Regions from separate parts of the Mus musculus genome. Here region 2 is linked to region 1. A link is a contact called in public capture Hi-C data. All regions are on one chromosome and are shown on one strand. Each heading gives the region's core, a stretch centred on a gene start, on an enhancer-like site or on the middle of the called end of the contact. The rest is flanking DNA. Distances are from core to core; before and after follow the strand shown.

The links. Capture Hi-C pulls out chosen DNA fragments and counts their contacts.
Region 2: a capture Hi-C map of embryonic stem cells shows a contact between it and region 1, with 6 times the contacts expected there. The contact joins two enhancer-like sites.

What each region holds. Positions count from the first base shown.
Region 1 is chr10:11,228,182-11,232,793 of GRCm38.p6, forward strand. No RefSeq gene overlaps it. Among named protein-coding and RNA genes, the nearest start is that of Fbxo30, 51 kb to the right of the region's middle. Within about 2 kb of position 1,555, at least 14 of the 459 cell types and tissues checked have an H3K27ac peak or open chromatin away from gene starts, as enhancers often do. A contact at or near this core is called in embryonic stem cells, where this site is marked.
Region 2 is chr10:12,605,634-12,610,106 of GRCm38.p6, forward strand. All of the region lies in intron 50 of Utrn (utrophin), which reads right to left. Among named protein-coding and RNA genes, the nearest start is that of Gm25139, 240 kb to the left of the region's middle. Within about 2 kb of position 2,863, at least 22 of the 459 cell types and tissues checked have an H3K27ac peak or open chromatin away from gene starts, as enhancers often do. A contact at or near this core is called in embryonic stem cells, where this site is marked.

The sequences.
Region 1 (4,612 bases), core at 305-2,804:
ATCTGGGTCTTGTTGAATAGGTCAGTTTGTCTCTGGACCTCCTCATGTAAAATAAACATTGGGCTATATGAGCAACTCCAAAAACTATTAGCATACTTCATCATTTGTGGAAAAGAGTTCAAATTAGACAAGAACTGTGCTTAACTAAAGCCTTTTCCATACTCAGAGCAGACCTTCAGAATAATTGAGGAAGCTAAAATAAGAAAGAAGGAAGATTTGAATTTAAATAATTTTTCAAGAGATATACATGCAATTAATAGAATTTAAGGAATGAGAAGTAATGAGATTTATAAAAAGCCAGAATCTTGAATAAAAGGGAGGTGAGAAGAGCATTCTAAGTCCTTCCTCCCTGAACCGTGGGTATAATTGGTAACTATTCCATTTGCTTTTCCATGTATTGGGGGATTTGTTTCTTACTTTTGACATTTTATGGAACTGTATATTAATTAAAACTGCATATACAGCTTTTCCACAACCATTATTTTTACTATCCCAAGAGGAAGCAGTAAGTTTTGGCATAGCAAATAATTCCGTACAGTTCAACAAATATTTATTATAGGTCTTAAATATTTACTAATTGTGGCTTGTTTAAGTCTTGGGCATCTGATTATGTAACTAATAGCATGTCATTATATAGAAGGTAAAAGATGTTTGTACACACAGATAAGCACTGGAGAAGCCAAGAAAGTTAAACTCACAGATACCATCAAAGGAGAGAGATGTTTAGCCTGCTCTCCTGGAATGCTGGGAACAGATAGAGTTTAGCTTTGCTAGTGATCCTTTGCTCTGATGAGCCAGACTCTGCCCTTGTCTTCCAGAGTTTATGCTTTGCTTGTCCATACCCTTTAATTCTAAAACTTTTATTGAACATTACTTGTTGCCACTAAACTAATCCTTGTGAGAGATGTCATTTGTACTTTGCAACAGTCAGTGTTAGGTTATCTTAGGACCAGGACAAATCCTCACTCCCACAGGGATTGTATTTACCTCAGTCATTTTCCCTAGACCCTTATCTCAAGTATTGTCTGTAAGTCAACAACAAAAATACAGACACCATATTTACTTTATAAACAGCTTTAGTGGAAACATGTCTTGAGCTTTAATGAGGCTGAGTTGTTACCAAAAAACGTTTTTCTAAAATTGTGAAATACTTAAATATGGCAAAAATATAATATGAGCTGATGTCAGACTTTAAAAGTCCTGGCCTAACACCTGTACCTAAAAATGTAACTGAGTTTTATTCTTGTCTTTTTGTGGATCATTTCTCTCCCTGCTGTAAAACCTGAAGGGACCCTCCACATCTGATTAAACTAACACTTCTCTGAAAAGCAGGTATATGGTCTCACTTAACCTTTCCCATTGGTACATTATTTCCTGACTCCAGGAACTTTTTCTAAAACTGCTGCTCCTACAAAGATAGTCTCATTTCCCCCTGTCTATTTAAACCACTTTTCCTCTGAAAGAACTCATCAGTCAGATTCTGACTCTGAAAAGGCCAGAAGTTAACCAAGATGAAAGAAAATGTAAATGTCTGTACCGCTGCCTTTTTCTTGAGATCTCATTTGCATCAGACTTCCAAGAGTTCGATGTCTAGCTGACTCATCCTCCTATCTCTGTCTCCCCAGAACTGGATCTCTGATGTGTAGCTTTTTTTTTTTCTTGAGTGCTGAAGACCTGACCTTAGCTCTTCATGTATGTGTGGCGAGAAGCATTTTTACTAACTGAAACATTCCAGCCCCCAGAGGGACAAACTGAATTCCTGTTCTAAAAATAAAACGTTCTATAATGGTTTGTTTACTCTTAGTTGTAAATGCCTGAGGTAGGCCAGAAATGTGATATGCCCACGTTCTAGTACTCAGTTAATATGATGGTGGATAAACACAAAAGTTCCATTTGTTTGCCAACCACTTTAAAGGATTAATACATTCATCTTTCATTGCGATCAAAATAAATGTAACTTCAAAGTGTCCAGGAACTCAGTTTCTAACAGGGCAGGGTAAAGGAGATCAGTGACACAGGCAAATACACTTGGAAGTCAAGGAAAAGGTTCCCTGAGAAGTATGGGTTAGTCTATGTGCAGAGCTTAATTCAAATTGTCTCACCACCCAGTGTTTTAAAGATAGTTAAAAGAAGCAATTTAGGTATAACCTCACATGGACCTGAACCAACAGCATGGCTGTGCTTAGGGAAAGAAGTCAGGACACAGACAGGTGCAGGGAAGGCTCGGGGAAAGGATGGCCATCGACAAACTAAAATAACCAATGTGGCTGGCCTTGATGTGCAGCTACCAGCCTCCAGTATGTAAGTCAGTTCTGTAGTTTACCCATGCAGTTTACAACACCCCATAATGACAAGTGATCATATGCAGTTAGCAAACTTATCCTCTTGTTTTTAGAAAACAGATGCAGATTTCTATGGAAGGACCTATATTTGATTGTTGTCTGCTGTAACAGCCATGAAAGGAGTTGGCCTCAAGAACTGTATCATGTTTTCAAAGCTAGAATTATGGAATGTTTCACTTGGGTCAGATCAAGGTTCTAGCACATCTCTAATTCTCCAGTATGCTCTGTGGGAAAGTGGCTTCCTCTGTCTCCCCCATCTTCAGATATTACTGAAACACTTAGTTTTGGGCCATATCATACCAACCAGTGTCTGTTTTCACGGTATCTTTTTTCTTTTTGTATCAGATCTCCCTCTCCCTCCCCCCTCCCCCTCTTTTTCCCCCTTCCCCTCCCCCTCCCCCCTCCTTCTCCCTCTCCCTCTCCCCTCCTCTCTCTCTCTCTCTCTCTCTCTCTCTCTCTCTCTCTCTCTCTCTCTCTCTGTTGCCCTATATAATGGCATTTGTGAGTATATTCAGGTCAGGGCCTGTCAAATTCATCAAAGATACACTCTCATCTCAAATCTTTCCCTTAATCTCTTTTATATGACCCTTTCTATATATAACAATTAGAGGTTCCATAACTAAAGACTAAATTTTGAGCTTGGTTCTACTGGACAGTAGAAGAACCTTTGATCTAGTTGGGGGTCATGGGTCAGTAGGATCTTGCATGTGAAGGTGCGAGTAGAATATATTTCCTCCTCTTTCTGTAATTTCCTGAGAGCATTTTGCTGTACCATGATCCCACCATACGATTCTTTACCATAGCCACAAGTAACAGGCCAACCATGGGCCGAAGGCTCCAAAGTTGTGAATGGAAATAAACCTTTCCCCCTTTTATAGGTTATATCTCTAACATTTGTTATAATCATGGAAATGTGTTTGTATTCTTTTTTATCACTGAAAAAAAGAAAACTGAAAGAAACAATTCTAGAGAAGGCAAGTATAATGAGGCTATCCGTTCAGAGTCAGCATTCCACCATGGCAGAGAAGGCATAGCTACTGGAATGGGTGGGCCCAGGACAGCAAGAGCTCATAGCATCATCTTTGGTATAAACAAGACAAACAAGATCTGTCCCAAAGTAGAGTCAGATTAAAACCCTCTAATGCTCGTTCTCAGGGACATACCTCAAGGCAAGCAATACCTTTAATTTCAAAGGTTCTCTGATCACCCAAACCTGTGCTCCCACCACCAACCTGGAGACCAAGCATTCAAATATTTGAGCCTGAGGGAATACATTTCATATGCAAGTTATAACACTGAACTGATGTCTTTGGGGTTATGACCACCACATTAAGAGAGGTGAAAGAATTCGGATTTGGCTGCTGATATACCTTATTAGTAATGTTTCATTATAGCTTATTTTAGCAGCAGGGAAAGATGAACAGTGACCTCAATTGGAAATTTTAGCTTCCTGTTTTTAAAGTTGGGTTTTGTATTTGGGAACTGGAGTGTTTTGACCATAAAAAGTAGAGTACATATTTAGCCAATCAGAGTTGGGAATCGAAGTGTTTTAACAAACCTTTATATTCTCTGTAAGATTTTATATCCTAGAAATGCTATTCTCTCCCTGCCTCTGTGCGTCTTACCTTAGACAGCACAAAGGCCAGGACAAGAAGCAAGTTGATTGTGTTTTAGACAAGCTAATGTTTGTGTGAAGAAAGCACTTTTGACCTCTAAATCCCTGGTGGCACGGGGCCTAGAAAGAAAGAGGCAACTTCTGGAGTCTCTTTTAGCCTTTCTGTTCCACAGGAGGCCTCCTCCCTGGAACCAGAAACCAAGGCACAGTGCTCATGTCCTCATTTGCACAGCATGTGACTTCTGCACCTTTGGCTCTTTCAAATGCTACCTAACGTGAACTGTTTGGCCATTTTGAAATGATGTCACAGGTTGTGGTTCTTGTATTATTAGTAATGTTTGGTAGTAATAGGAATAACTGTAAGTAGTCTAGTAGTTTATAATACAACGACCTTGAAGACAGTTTTTTCAGTGCATTAAGAACACAAAAGTAAGAGTAAGACACACAGTCCTTAAGGAGCAGCCCTGTTGACTGTGACTCATGTAATCTTAAAAATATAAGGAGAGAATAAGATGAGGGAATTATTGTTATCCCCATGTCTGACTGAGGAATTTAAGTGTTAAAAGGTCACATTCATAAAAATTGCAAAAACATGACATTTAAAATTGAACACATGATTTTATTTCAAGGAAAACAGATGTCAAGGGAGGAGTGA
Region 2 (4,473 bases), core at 1,613-4,112, 1.4 Mb after region 1:
ACACACACACACACACACACACACACACACACACACACACACACACACCCCTCTGTAGCACTCTTAGCACTCTTTCCTTATTCTCTATAGAGAACAGTGGTGTAAGGTAGCCCTGCTGAGGATGGCCCAGACTTCATCTCAGGAAGCCAGAGTCTACAAGGTTTGAATCTTTGAGAGGCACTCCCCGGGCCATTATGCTGTGGACTTCCTTATTAGGATTTGGTGGTCCCTTTAATGTTAGAGAATACCAGGAAAGTAACAATACCACACACAGGCACGTGAAGTTATGGGCACACTCCCTAGGTCATCTCCCTTGATCAATGAATACCCATACAGCCTGTGTAAAGATTCAAGATGTTAGTGAAATTCAGAGAGATTAACTGGACTCTCATTTTCTGGAAAGACAGCTGAGCTATAGATCCTGTCAATGGTTTGTCAAGGTGATGTCAACGTAGTAAATGACCAGGCCAAAATTATGTGAATACACATAGTCTTATTCTAGACTAGTATGAACACTTTGACTCACAACAATTCTTCAAAAGTTCATACCATTACTACTATTATTAATTATTAAAATAAATGGCTGTGGTGGTATGAGACTGTAATCCTAGTACCCTGGAAGCTGAGGCAGGTGGATGCTTAGTTTGAGGTCATCATGGGCTACATATGCAGAGACAGCCTCAAAAAACAAACAGGGCTGGAAAGATAGCTAGCTCAGAGGATTAGGGTCACCTAATTGCCTTTCCGAGTAGTACAGCTGGATGCCAGCACCTATGTTAAGCAACTCACAACTGCCTGTAACTCCAGCTCCAGAGGATCCAAGCCTCTCTGGCTATACTCATGTACACATCACTACAGACACAGACACGGACACACACACACACACACACGGACACACACACACACACAGAGACAGAGAGAGAGAGAGAGAGAGAGAGAGAGAGAGAGAGAGAGATACACACTTCAAAAATAATAAAAACAAAGCTTTAAAGTTTTAAAACAAACAAATAAAAAACATAAGAAGAAAATATTTTAAATGTCTTTAGAACAACTTAAATGAACTTCTGGGACTGACAAAGCTGGCACATCCCTGCACGCTGAACATATATGTGGTGCATGAGAACCACTGAATACATGACTTTCAAAACAGAGAAGATGCTTCACTAAAACAAGGTGCTCCACAGCTGGCTCCTTCCCACTTATCTTCTAAAGGCGCTATTATGTGTCTTAAATATGATGATAAAAAACTACATTTGGGTATGGAGAATTAGGCTTGGGGAATACATAATTCAATACTTGTGGTATTGAGACTCAAACCAAGCTAAATTATGAATCAAAACCCAGAACCAACTATATCAATTTGCATTAAAATGAGCCAATCCATCCTTTGTACAAAGCTGAGAAATGAATCCATTAGGGGGGAAAAAAAAAGCCTATAGAAACTGGAAACAAAAACGTTCATATAGCCAAAATAGTTTCAAAAATAATGTAGCTCATTGTTTTTCTTTTTTTTTTTTTCTTTTTTTTTTTTTTTTGGTTTTTCGAGACAGGGTTTCTCTGTGTAGCCCTGGCTGTCCTGGAACTCACTTTGTAGACCAGGCTGGCCTCAAACTCAGAAATCCACCTGCCTCTGCCTCCCGAGTACTGGGATTAAAGGCGTGCGCCACCACAGCCCAGTTGCTCATTGTTTTTTCAACTTCAAGATGAGAACAAGTACCTAGGCATGCCCAAGACTACGGGTGATGAAACATCTACACAGGGGATTTCCTTCCTAGTACAGTGAAAATACAACGAATGATAACTAAAAGAAAGTATAGCAATGACTTAAGCTACTTTCTCTTTCTTTACCCCTCAACCGCATGGTTCTTTGTAGCTCAGGATAACCACTGTGACCACCTGAAATGAAATGCAGAGAGACACTGAATCTGGAATCAGAAAACCTGTCAACAGTGCCAGTTAAATCATGTACTGGCCAAGCATCGCCTACTCTGTGCCTTCACTGTGGAGTTAAAAGAGCTTGTTTCTCCAGATGTTACATAGAACTGGTGACAATTTTCTTTCCCAGACAGATGATAGGTAGGAAGATAGATAGATAGATAGATAGATAGATAGATAGATAGATAGATAGATGAAAGATATGTAGATAGATGATATATAAATTAGATAGATAGATAAATAGAAGATATATAAATGGATAGATGATAGATAAAACATATAAAAATATATATTAACACTATCTTAAAAACACATAGAACGTTTACAATCCTATTCATTAGGCGTCTCTGTCCGTGTTTCATTAGACGCTTTCCCATGGAGTCTAGGGTTGTTGCTTTCCTGTTAATTTTTATTGTGCTGTGGTTTTCTATGTCAACAGTTTTTGTTTTCCTAGTCCTTTTACAGTAGGAAAAAATACAGACACCATAAATATGGCCTGAGAAGGTGGCTCACTGGATAAAGTGCTTGACTTGAGCTTGATTCTCAGAAACCACAGAAAAATGTTTGTTGGGTATGGTGGTGTGTGTGCACTGTCTTTGTAATCCCAGAGCTAGGGAAGTCTAAACAGGGAGAATCCACCCCAGTCTGGACAGCTTGGTGAGGTCAGGCCAATAAAAGATCCTGTCTCAAAAGAGATGGTCACTTTTGTGAATGTGGTGTTGAACAGGTATGGAGCCCATACACAAATGTATATAAGTGCTTGGCCCATAGGAAGTGACAGTATTAGGAGCTGTGGCCTCCTTGGAGGAGGTGTGGCCTTGTTGGAGAAAGTGTGTCACTGTGAGGGCAGGCTTTGAGGTAGCATAAGGTCAAATGTGGCTGGTGTGACACAGTCTCCAACTGCTGTTTGAGGATCCAGATATAGAACCCTCAGCTCCATGTCTGCCTGCACTCTGCCATGCTTCCCACCATGATGGTAAGGGACTGAACCTCTATACTGTAAGCCAGCGCAATTAAATGTTTTGTCTTGTTTTGTTTTTTTAATAAGAGTTGTCAAGGTCATGGTGTCTATACACAGAAACTGTCTACCAATTCTATAATAAACATGCACAAATATGTATTAGGAGGAGGAGGAAGAGAAGGAGGAAGAAGAGGGAGAAGAGAAGGAGGAAGAGCAGGGAGAAGGAGGCACCCACCCTGAAAACCAACACCTTCCAGCAACTGCAGGGAATTGCCCTTAGGGCCTTACATATGTTAGGCAAATGTTCACCTGGCACAATACACAAAGCTTTGATACTTTAACATTTCAATACAAGACAGAGAGTCACTAAGTTATACAACCTGACCTTCAGTTCACTCTACAAACCACCCAGGCCTGGAACAATCTTCCAGCCTCAGCTTCCCAGTTAGCTGAGAGTACAGAACCTGTACCACCAGGCCTGACCCAACTACTTCACTTTCCATTCTAGAGGGATTCCGTTCCGGCTTTATCAGGCCATGCTGTCACAGCGGCCAATTATTTATTAAGCATTAAAAAGCACTGTCCGCTTCTGTGACTGAGCTTTGTTACAAATCAGTCTTTCAGAACTTCACAGACCTGAACAAACTAGAAAAAGAAAAATGAAAAGCAATCCTCTCCCACACTCCACATCCTTTCCAACTTCAATTACTTGGACTCATTTACCTTGCCTGAGATGAACAAACTTCGAGCAAGTGAGAAAACGACAATGGTGTGACATTGTCTATATTCTCCTATCCCTGCTAATTGCTTAATTTCCAGAGCTAAATATAAACAACTAACTTCCCTTTGAAAGGCCAGCAGGGCTCTGCCGAGAACCAAGAGAAAGCGGTTCGTGCCTATAGCTTTCAGATCCATACATACAGGCTGGAAATTTCCATTTGATACTTAATAAACTGCACCCCAGAGGAAACACAAGTCATCAAGCTTTTAGTCACGATGACAAAATAGCATTTTCTGAATCTAGAGTGCTATGCCAGCTCTCTTCTCAGAAAGAACTTTCTGTTTACTCCCTACTGTATCCGCGTCAGTCACGCAGAGTTCCAACTAACGTTTTTTGTTCTTAAAGAACCACTTAACTTTGTGACCGGCATTTGGGGGTGGGGGTGTTTTTCGAGACAGGATTTCTCTGTATTTTCCTGGCTGTCCTGGAACTCACTCTGTAGACCAGGCTGGCCTCGAACTCAGAAATCCGCCTGCCTCTGCCTCCCAAGTGCTGGGATTAAAGGCGTCCGCCACCACCACGCCCGGCTATTTTTTAATCATGTAAAAAGCACTGCATTAAATCATAAGTGAAGTCATTGGTAACATGGGTTTTCTGATTAACGATATGTTACTACTTAAGTAATAAAAGATAATTTTGACATTCGCGTTGATATGAGGAATTATGGTAAAAAGGGAGGTCACAGATCAGCTAAGCTGCTGCCCCTTTGGGAAGCCACAAAACAAAACTCCTGTGACAGTCACAGGCAGGGAGGAAGGTCTCCTGTTTTGAGTCAGTAATCTGGACCTCAGCAGGA